Linked DNA regions of Zea mays: regions 1 and 2 are each linked to region 3. A link is a contact called in public Hi-C data. All regions are on one chromosome and are shown on one strand. The core of a region is the stretch at or near the end of the contact, and the rest is flanking DNA. Distances in the headings are between cores, read along the strand shown. Region 1 holds the start of LOC118476026. Region 2 holds the start of LOC103637666 (homeobox-leucine zipper protein HOX1-like). Region 3 holds the start of LOC103637669 (protein ARABIDILLO 1).

Evidence for each region. Hi-C and Micro-C count contacts between places; a contact is called where the count stands out from the background.
Region 1: a Hi-C map of tassel shows a contact between it and region 3, with 1.6 times the contacts expected there. The contact joins the promoter of LOC118476026 here to the promoter of LOC103637669 in region 3. A contact is called at or near these places in 2 of 25 Hi-C or Micro-C datasets (ear and tassel).
Region 2: a Hi-C map of ear shows a contact between it and region 3, with 2.5 times the contacts expected there. The contact joins the promoter of LOC103637666 here to the promoter of LOC103637669 in region 3. A contact is called at or near these places in 3 of 25 Hi-C or Micro-C datasets (ear and tassel).

The regions. Positions count from the first base shown.
Region 1 is chr1:94,511,444-94,515,073 of Zm-B73-REFERENCE-NAM-5.0, forward strand. It overlaps LOC118476026, which reads left to right and starts at 1,707. Exons shown (of 2, transcript XM_035964054.1): 1 at 1,707-2,584. The coding sequence starts at 2,251.
Region 2 is chr1:94,357,294-94,361,178 of Zm-B73-REFERENCE-NAM-5.0, forward strand. It overlaps LOC103637666 (homeobox-leucine zipper protein HOX1-like), which reads left to right and starts at 1,493. Exons shown (of 4, transcript NM_001331124.1): 1 at 1,493-1,880; 2 at 1,966-2,330; 3 at 2,421-2,500; 4 at 2,599-3,175. The coding sequence starts at 1,652. The coding sequence ends at 2,884.
Region 3 is chr1:94,778,734-94,782,529 of Zm-B73-REFERENCE-NAM-5.0, forward strand. LOC103637669 (protein ARABIDILLO 1) reads left to right here and starts at 1,968. Exons shown (of 12, transcript XM_008660227.3): 1 at 1,968-3,730. The coding sequence starts at 2,369.

The DNA.
Region 1 (3,630 bases), core at 457-2,956, 270 kb before region 3:
ATAGCAAATTAGATAGCGAACCAAACATGCCCTTAGTTTTTTCTATTCTTTTTTTATCTTTCAGACCATCCATGGTACAAAAGAAACTTTTGTAGACCAAAATACTTTTTGTGGGTTTTTTTACTAATCACATAGAAATTGCAATTTTCATTGGACTTAGGTAGTCGACAGAAACTAACTAATTTCATTGAGGTCGGTTTGACAGTTATTTGTTGCGACCGATTGGATTGATCTTGTGTTTCTTCGTTATCCATTGGATCGAAGTGCCTTAGATTGGTGATATGGCGGCCTTCCCACCCACGTGGTTACACCATCAAGTTGTGTTGAGTGCGTCATGACAAACATACATGACAAAGGGATTAGTGTGTTTGGCATAATCAAGTGGTCAGACAACCTTGGAAGCGACCAATGGCATGGTCGACCAGCCTATGGGGTGGTCGGGCAGCCAGGGGTGGCCGACTGCCCATGGTTCTTCCATGACTAGGGCATTGGCCCTAGGGCAGTGGAAAAACTAATTTGGGGAATTGTGTAAAGCCTAAATTTTATATAGAAAAAAATCAAAATAAATAAATAGAAATATTATTATGTAAGCAGGTTTTATATTTATGGAACCGTTGAAGATTACTTGATTATTGTGCATATTCAAACAAAGGAATTATATTGGTCAAATAAATAAATAAATAAATAAAATTATGATGTTTTGAGAATTTTGAAAAACCTTTGGATATTATTGGGTTTCTTTTGTTCTTGAATAAATGGGATTAAACTAGCCAAATAATAAAAATAAATAAAAATAGAAACATGTACCTCATGATAAAGTTCTTGCATTTTTGTAGCCAAATTGTGAGACAAGTTAAATTAGGAAATTAGAATTTGAGATAGGAATAGGAAAGAAAAGAAGAGGGAAGGAAAAGAATATATATAAATAATATATATATATATATAAATGCATCTCTACAGATTGGAACTTTTATTGGAACATTTAATCCATATGTGGATCTATCAAACAAATTGGAATTTAAAAACCTAAAGTTGAAATGGAAAATATGAATTGGAAATAAATAAAAGAAAAAGAAAAGAAAGGGGGGATTCTCGCTTGGGCCACGTTTCCTTGGTCGGCCCGGTTCCCTCAGCCCACTACCAGGCCAGCCCAACACGACCGCGCCCCCTTCTCCCTAGGGATGGCAGCAGGTCAGGTTTTGTTCGGGTATAATAATACCCGACCCAAAATTGTACCCGAGACTTCTACAAATATATATACCCACCAAGCCAATCGGGCGAGAAACTGTACCCGTACCCATGCCCATCGGGTATCCACCAGGTATCGGGTATCCAGTAGATATGTTATTGTAGACTAAATAACATTCGGTCAGTGTTATAATAAATGCATAAAATATGTTAGTTTACATCTAAGCACCAATGCAACACGAGAATGACTATATGTGGCTACACGTTGATACAATATCTCAACTCATAATTATCACATCCAATAAATTTAAATTTGAGTACAAAGAATAAAAGCTTAATGAGTTCATGACAGTTGACAGTTATAACATTGTCAATGTCTCATTGGTCTCGATTACATTACAGTTGACTGTTAACACAACACAATTAATATTCATTAATCAACAACACATGCGAGTGAGTTTTTCTAGTGAATGTAGCACATTTTTAGTGGATGTAGCACATTTAAAAAGGTATATTGATATTTCGGGTATCCACTGGATACCCGTGGGTAAAGTATTTTACCCATACCCGACCCGATGTATTTCGGGTATCCGACCCGATAGGACCCACGGGTGAGTTTTTGTACGCGTATCTATATCCGGTGGGTACGAAACCCGCGGGTATCCATACCCACGGGTCCAACTGCCATCTCTACTTCTCCCTTCCTCTGGGTCGATGACGCGCGGGACCGCCTAGCTAGTCACCCTATGCGCGCCCCAAACCCGCTCGCGCCACTGTCTTGCGGGACCGAATCGTCAGGCGCAGAGTCTTCCTCCCCGAGATCTCAGGCAACATACCCGCGAACTGGGCGCGGTCAAGAACTGACTCCCCAAGGATGCCGCGACTGTGCAACTCTCAACCGGATTCTGGTTCTCGAAGTATATAAGCCACCTTTCCCCTTACCTCCCTAATCCCCCAGCTCACCATCCCGAGATCTTCCCCCGATCGACCTTGTCATTCCTACGGCCATGTCGTCGACGGCAGCCATGGGCAATTGATGAACTCGACCAGCTCTCTGAGTCCATGCAGCTGGACGCCTCGCTACCTGCGGGCGATGACCCGTCCGATGAGACCGCCTCGCACCGCCCCTCCATCATTCTCAATGCCGTCGCGCTCGACAATATCGGTGCTGGCAAGTCGGCTGTGTGGAACAGCCTCATCGGCCACCCTGTGCTGCCCACGGAGGGAAAACCACGCGTCGCGGACCGCCGGGAACCCGGGCGCGGTGGAATCTTGCGCGGTGGTCTGCTGGTGAAGTCGGAATCGCTCACCAGTGCCAACTTGTCGCCTTGCGCCCGCCATATATCGTGGCCAGCAACTCCTGCTCTACAATCGCTGGAAATACCGCCTTCAGCAGGTTCGTCGTAGCCACCACTTTGTTGAGCCGGTTTTGATTCGGGTTTCATGGCACCTGTGCACTGGATTGGGAACGCGCCGGTGATGCCGTCGTTGTGCGCTCTACGCCGCCATGGGTGACCAGCGGATTGGGGGAAGAATGCGTGCTGCTGTTGGATTCTAATCAACGGTGGAGATTAGGCAGGAGAGTAACTCTTCGTGAAATAGATCTGGGTCGTGTACCTTGGATCGTGCGTACAAGAACGGATCGGGATCACTTTAAATCTGGACTGTGGATGGTCAATCCAATGGAACCCTTTAGCATACCGTTTAGGGCGGGTGTGGGCGTTGATCTGCCTCGTCCGTTTTTAATCTAACGGCTGGCATAGCATACCGCTTCGCTTTAATGGAGGATCTAATTGCGACCGCAAAACTCAGATCCAACGGCCAGTAGTTGTCCATACCCATTGACCGTGCGCAATTTGTTAAAGAGTCCCTGGTTTATAGGATTTCAACCCGCGCTCTACCACTGTGTAAAAGTAATTCGGTATAGGCCCCTGGTTTTTATAAAGTGCACCCTGTGCTTTCCGGAAATTGTGTCCGCAGTCCAGGAAGTGAATAAATTGAATAAAATAATTCAGAAAATGTTTTCTAACATAGAAATAAACCTATAATCTTATTTAATGCATATTTAATTCATCTTAGCTCCGAATTAATTTATTCCAGTTGCTATAAAATCATAATAATATTGTTTATCATATGGTAACCTTATTTTATTATGAAACATGAGTATAATTTATGCACTTAATTTCTTTTGTGTCCAACACTTAAATCTTTATAAAATCATAACTTTATAACCGTAACTCCGAATTTAGTGGTTCCCGTTCCCACGATCTCGTTACGACGTATGGAATATTATTATTCAGTTTGTGCTTATGTTTGGTGTGATGTTAATTTTGCCTATACACTGTTTGTCTCTATTGCTACGTTTAGCAGTGAGGACACGTGTCATCTGAAGAGCAAGTTGGTCTGAAATCTCAAGTGCCAGGAAAGTTGTGCCCTTCACCA
Region 2 (3,885 bases), core at 243-2,742, 420 kb before region 3:
CGCGCGGCGCAGACAACCAGGGAGCGGGTGCCGGTGCCGGTTGCGCGCGAGGGGACAGCGCGATGGCTGACGAGGCCCGCGCGGCGTCGGCATGCGTCCGGGGGCGGGGGCACACCTCATAATTGCCCGAAAACCCACGGCCCAATCACGTCTGGCGTGCCGTGCATCCCAATCCGCATTCATACCACTGCGCCATTCCGTGGCAGCGCACAAACGTTTCCAGATACTCGTACTGTAGCTTTGCAACGTTCCGGCCGTGTGCCGGTCCGCACTCTGGTCTGGATCGACGTACGTAGCCCGACACCTTAAAACTAGGGCTGGGCATTCGGTCTATTAGGGTAATTCGGTTCGGTCTATTCGGGTTTTTGAAATTTCGGGTTATGAAAAATGAGAACCGAAATTTCCAAAATAATTTTAGGAACCGAACCCGAATAGACCCATAATTTCGGTTCGGTCTATTCGGTCCACCGAATAGACTCGAATAGTAGAGAGACTATTATCTTTTGTTAAAATATATACAATTTATAATTAATTGGAAGTACTATTATTACAATAAGTGACTATAGAAAATAGCATACTGAGATATATATACTATCGTTAAGATGATATCATAATTTTTAGCTAATAAACTCATAAATCATATAATAATATCATCATATATTAAGAGGTTTTTTATATTTCGGGTTATTCGGTCTATTCGGGTTTTAAAGCTTAGGAACCGAGCCCGAACCCATAATCCGAAATATATCACATATAGGAACCGAACCCGAACCCGAAAACCCGAATAGACCGATAATTCGGTCTATTCGGGTTCGGGTTCGGGTTTCGGTTTTAAAATGCCCACCCCTACTTAAAACCTTCACTAAAACTACTAGAACGGATTAAGGGCCTATTCGATCATATATATTTGACTTTCAGGAAAGACACGTCCACGGAATGTACGGTAGACAACATCTTTGACCAGATTACTGTCACCCCCTACTAATTGTAGAAAACTTGTGGCACGCATGCGCGACAGCAGGAGCGAAGACCGAGTTTTCTGCGTTCTGTCTTAAGGACGAGCAGCGACAGTAGCCGCAGCATCCGTCCAGCGCAGCGCCGGGATCCCGGCGGCACCGATAGACGACCCGGTTGCGATCGATGCCCGGCGTCGTACGGTTTCCGAGCAGCCGCGCGCGCGTCGCGGGAGCGGGAGCAACGGGGAATCCGCGAAGGGACACACGGATCGCCATCGCCGAGGCATCGGTGATCCACCCATCCCGCGCGAGCCCGTGCCGTGGGGGGACATGTCAAGCAAGAGAGAGGCGCCAGCGCCACCGCTACGTGCCGCCTGGACCCCCCAGGTTCAGCTGATGATTGGGCTGCGCCGGCGAGGGTGACGCGGCTGCCCACACCTCACCTCACCTCACCGATACTATTATGATACCTTGACCTTTCGTCCCTCCCTGCACTCCACGTCTCCACCCCCACAGAGTATCCCCGGCCGTGCGCGTCCTCTTTAAAAGCAAGACCCTCCCCTTCCTCCTCACTGCCACACCACATCGACAGCTCCATCGATTCATCCACCGCTATCTCTCTCTCTCTCTCTCTCTCTCTCTCTCTCTCTCTCTTTCAACTGTAAGGGAAACCGAGCTCAAAGTGGCAACCATCAATGGATATTATGGCGCTTAATGCGAGAGACGAGGAGCAGTACGGGAACAACCATCTCGGGCTCGGGCTGAGCCTCAGCCTCGGCCTCGGCGTCGCCACCGCGGCTCCGGTCGAGGTCGAGCCCCCGCCACCGCCGCGGCAGCAGCAGCAGCGAGCTATCAGCGTCGCGCCCATCACCTCCCTCCCCGCGCCGCAGTGGTGGAAGTGGAACGGCCCCGGTCTCTTCTTCGGTGAGTAATTGATTCAAAGAGCAGACACCGCATGCATGACGCCGTTCCTCTAATCCTGACAGAGATACTGCGCGCATGCATGCAGGGACGACAATGGATCAGCAGCAGCAGCCGGCGGCCGCGCGCCACGGCCACGAGATGCCGTTCCTGCGGGGGGTGGACGTGAACCGGGCCCCTGCCGGGGATACCAGGAGGGGTAGCTGCAGCGAGGACGACGAGGAGCCTGGCGGCGCGTCGTCGTCGCCAAACAGCACGCTCTCCAGCAGCCTCAGCGGGAAGCGCGCAGCTCCGGCGAGGAGCGGCGGAGAGGTGGCCGACCACACCCCGAGAGCCGGAGGCGGCAGCGACGACGAGGACTCCGGCGGTGGGTCGCGCAAGAAGCTCCGCCTGTCCAAGGACCAGGCCGCCGTCCTCGAGGAGAGCTTCAAGGAGCATAACACACTCAACCCCGTACGTGTATAATTACTTATATCCTCCAAAAAGAAACATCGATCAACCTTCAACTCGATCTAATAATAATAAGAACCGTTGGCTGATCAGAAGCAGAAGGCGGCGCTGGCGAAGCAGCTGAACCTGAAGCCGCGTCAGGTGGAGGTGTGGTTCCAGAACCGCAGAGCCAGGTGAACAAAGCAGCGCCCTTGAAGCAGCACACGCATGCCATTTATACTGACTCATCCTCCGTGGCTAATACTAGTCTAATAATAATATTATCGTTCAGGACGAAGCTGAAGCAGACGGAGGTGGACTGCGAGTTCCTGAAGCGCTGCTGCGAGACGCTGACGGAGGAGAACCGGCGGCTGCAGCGGGAGGTGGCGGAGCTGCGCGTGCTCAAGCTCGTGGCGCCGCACCACTACGCGCGCATGCCGCCGCCCACCACGCTCACCATGTGCCCCTCCTGCGAGCGCCTCGCCTCCGCGTCCGCGTCCGCCGACCAGGCGGGCCGTGCAGGGCCCTGCTGGGGCCCTCTCCCCGTGTTCGTCGACGGCCCAGCCCGGAGGCCGTGATCCACGACCACGATATGGCATGAGATGGATGCGCTTGCTAATCGCTACCGCTAGCTAAGTAGCTAGTGCTAATTAGGGCTGGATCTTCTTTTTTTCTTTGTTTGGTTCTTATTATACTCGCAGGCTATTACAGCTTAGTAGTGTTTATTAGTCCGATATGATAAAAATCTTCGTTGTTTGGCAGTGTTTTATTTGCTGAAAAATAGATAACGATGTCTTATGTCTTTGTACTCATAAGTGATGCAAAATTGTCTTACTACTACTTTGCATATATAAGGTTTCAGTTGTTAATTGCTCCAAGTCTGAAGTTTCTGACGTCGATGTTTTGAGTCCGAGGACAGACGGAACCATCCTGCTTTTCCTCCCCCGTGTTCTTACTCTGTGGAAAAATAGAGGAACCCAACAAGAGCGGAGGAGGTGAAAGGATGGCGTCATGTCATCCGCCAGACCACAGGAACGTCAGGGTGCGTTCGCATTCCTTGACTGTCTCCGCGGCTGGCCACACGGCACGCAGCAGTGCAGCACGGCAGGGCTCCGCTGAATGAACCGGCAGGCAAGGAGCGTGTTGCGCCGTCTGAAATGGGCGGGCGCAGGACAAAAGTTTTTCTGGTCAAATTCCGGCGAAATGTCCTATCGAACTGATTCGAACAGTTGACTGGAAAGAACGTAAAAAACGAGGTCACTGATCCAATTGATTTCTCAATTTCAAGAGGGAGAAAAAAAAAGAGATAAGATCCATGGATCTCCGCTGCCTACTTTACTTGGAGTACGACCTGAACCCATCTGCTACTACTGCCTCCTGACAAAACGTTTTCGTAGGAACTCATGAGCTCCTCCAATTTTTGTTTTTGTTTTTGTTTTTGTTTTTGGGTATGATTTCGGAGAAATTGAGCAGAAGATCAAGCCGAGAGCAGTAGGATTCCCCACATGATGTGTCATGCAGCGAACAGAGATTTGATTAGTGCCGCTAGTTCCAGCATTAGCGCAAGCACTGCCATGAT
Region 3 (3,796 bases), core at 718-3,217:
ACCCGGAAACCCTCTAGGGACTCAAAGCACCAGATCAGAGTACAATGCAAACCAGCGTCGTTTGTATGCAACAAAAACCTTAAAACTGCAGACCTAACTTTCTGGAAAAAACAGAGTCAAAATCAGCAGGAAATTAGAGCGGCAATGTCAGCCTCCGGTAGTGCAGGGCACTGAAAAATGCCTAGAACGATCTCAAACTTCATATATAGTTTGCGTAGGGTAGAAGATGGTTACTGGTGAAGTATGAACCTGAACAAATCAAAAATCAAAGAGCAGATCAGAAAACCCAAGAGATATGGGGTCTTGTTGGGGGTTTCTCAAAACGAATTCAAATGAGAATAAACTCAGATCACGGTCAAGAACTGCACCATGAGGGCATACACAGTGATCCAAAGAGTCTATCTCCACCAAAATCAATCTCCAACAGTACCCATGTCACAAGAAATCGAAGGTTCTCTATAAATTCACAAGAGAAGGGAAAGGGAGAAACTAAGAACACAAAACTTCAGAATTTCAGCAAGGAAGTGACCAAAACATGTAGGCTGTACCGACGACTCTTGTCGGATTAAACTCGAAGAACGCAAACACAGTCGACAGTTACAAAATCGTTGTGGATCCTTGGCTAAAATTAGAGCAGTCTAGAGATGGAAAATATGAGAGCTAGAACCCTAAGCCAAAACAATTGGTGACCAAGTAATTCTAGACTAACCAACCCTCCCCTCTATTTATAGAGGATTATTTCTATTTCCTAAACTACCACTATTTACATAGAGACTATCCACTCCGCCAGGGGCAAAATAGACCAACTCATAGGTTTTCGAGGACGTGAAGGACGACAACGACTGCATGACACTGCTCGACGCATTTGTCTATATCGGGATGACTTCCCCTGTCCTGTGCGTCTAGTGATAGTCCCATGACCTATAACAACAGTAGATCTTGATTTTATGGAGTCGAAAATTTTATTGTTAGTGTAGCATTATTATAATTCTATGTAGAGATTCCTGTTAGGCCTTGTTTGTTTCGTTGGAATTGAATTCCATTTTAATAATTATAATTTAGACAAAACTAATTAAGTTCATATATTTATATATGTAATATATTTGCATATTATCCTAAATCATATGAGAGAGATAATTATATAATACATTTATGTTGTAGCAAAGCAAGTAAAAGAGTCTGTTATAAGTTGTACATCGGAAAAATAACATGTAAATCTATAGAATCAATTTCCATCTCTCACCCATGAATTTAAGATAACCTTATATAATAACTTTGGAAAGTGGTGAAATATCACGTTCTAAAAAAATAGCCTATTCCATTAGTAAGATTCCAATTCCTACAAATGAAAGAAAACAAACGGGACCTAACAAAGACAAAGATAAAAAAAATCTATTTCTCTGCAAATATCTCTGCAAGTGTTTGTAGGGATCTACAAGAAATATTTTAATCACAGAGACAAAAATAAAAATCTATTTCTCGACAAACAATTCTCGGTTGCTATTCCTAGTTGTAGCAAAAGGGAGGAGACGTAAACGCTAAAGCCGACGGGTGAGCGTCTCAGGGTGTGTTTGGTTTGGCTTTTGGCTTTGGCTTTTGCCCCCTAAAAGCCAAAAGCCAAACCAAAGGGCTGGATCCAGAAAACAGCTTTTTCTAAAAGCTGACTTTCTCGCAGTGCAAAACTGAAAGCACCCTTGGACCTGCTTTTAGTGGCTTTTGGATGGAACTGTGAAAACATATATTTAAGAACTTTTAACGGCTTTTAGTGGTTTCCACCAAACGGTTTTTAGCTTTTTAACAGCTCACAGCCCACAGCAGCTTTTTCCACAGCTCACAGGCCACAGTAGCTTTTTTCACAGCCACAACCCAACCAAACATACCCTCAGTGAGGCGTTGGAGAGCGTCGGAGGGCTGAGCCCCCTACGCTTGCCATTGCCGGCAGGCGTATTTGGACTGGAGCTCGGAGTACGCATACGCAGGTGCATATACGCATACGCCATATATAATGTCCGAACCCACTTCCACCTCGTCCTGACCTCCCATCCTTTCTCTTAGCAGGAGGTGAGGAAAGGGGACGGAAGCACGCAGACCGGGTCGGATCCACCGGCCCGCGGAACGGATCGAGGCCACCGGCATCCTCGGCTCGCGTCGCGTCGCGGCGCCGAGCTCGAAATCCCCGGATCGGTGCAGCTGCCCCCTGCCGCCGCCCGATAACGCGGCGGGAGGGTGGTGGCCTGTCGATCTCGCGGCGGGAGCTGGTTAACTACCTGCCAATTTGTGGATTTGTGTGCGTGCTTGATTTTGGTGCGTGTGTGGTGGTGTTGAGTCGCCGGCGTGGGGTGTCGGAGCTAGGGTTTGGGCGTTCAGGATGACGCGCCGGGTGCGGCGGCGGACATGCAGGGAACGGGAGGGTAAGGTGGTGCGGGGCGCATCGCGTGTTGTTTCGGCTGGGCCGGAAGGCGAGGAGGATGCGGCGGCGGTGGAGGTGGACTGGAGGGCGCTGCCGGACGACACGGTGCTGCAGCTCTTTGCGCGGCTGAACTACCGCGACCGCGCCAGCATGGCGTCAGCGTGCCGGGCTTGGCGAGCGCTGGGCTCGTCACCCTGCTTGTGGAGGACGCTCGACCTCCGCGCACATCGCTATGACAGGGAGGTGGCGTCGTCGCTTGCCTCGCGGTGCGGGAGCCTGCGTCGGATACGCTTGCGCGGCCACGAGGCGGCAGAGGCCGTCCTGGGCCTCCGTGCGCGTGGTCTTCGCGAGGTGGTGGCCGATGGCTGCCGCGGCCTCACAGATGCCACGCTCGCTGTCCTCGCCGCGCGGCACGAGGACCTCCAGAGCCTCCAGATCGGGCCCGATCCTCTCGAGCGCATCTCTAGCGACGCCCTCCGCCACGTCGCGCTTTGTTGCTCGCAGCTCTGCCGCCTTCGCCTCTCGGGTCTCCGTGAAGTTGACGCGGAGGCCGTCGGAGCGCTCGCCCGGTGCTGCCCCCTCCTCGAGGATGTGGCTTTCCTCGATTGTGGCACCGTGGATGAGGCCGCCCTTGCTGGTATCCACTCTGTCCGATTCCTCTCTGTAGCAGGATGCCGGAACCTGAAATGGGCTACTGCATCCACCTGCTGGACCCAGCTTCCCTCCCTCATTGCCCTTGACGTCTCCCGCACTGATGTTCCGCCAAGTGCTGTTTCACGCCTCATTTCCCATGCCAAAACCCTCAAGCTAATATGCACGCTGAACTGCATTTCTGTTGAGGAGGAACAGCTTCACAATCCTGCTGTATTTAGTAACTCTAAGGGCAAGGTCGTGCTAACGATTAACAGCGATATCTTCAAATCTTTTGAGACCATGTTTCCAGTTGTGGATGTGAAAGAGCATGAGTTTTTCAATCAATGTAACTGGAGTCACAAAGACAAGATACCTGGTGATACGATGACATGGCTCGAATGGATCCTGTCACAGTCACTTCTCCGAATTGCAGAGTCCAACCCACAAGGCATGGATGGTTTCTGGCTGCAGAAGGGCACTACACTGCTGCTTAGACTGTTGAAGAGTTTACAGGAGGATGTGCAGGAGCGGGCAGCTACGTCGCTTGCTACGTTTGTAGTTATGGATGATGAGAGTGCAAATGTGGATCCTGCAAGGTCGGAGGCAGTGATGCAGAATGGGGGCATTCGAATGTTGCTGGACCTTGCAAGGTGCTCAAGGGAGAGCGCACAATCTGAAGCAGCAAAAGTAATAAATTGTTCCTCTCTTCCCTTCGTATTTAGTGTTCTTGCTTGCATTTACCATCTTCTCACA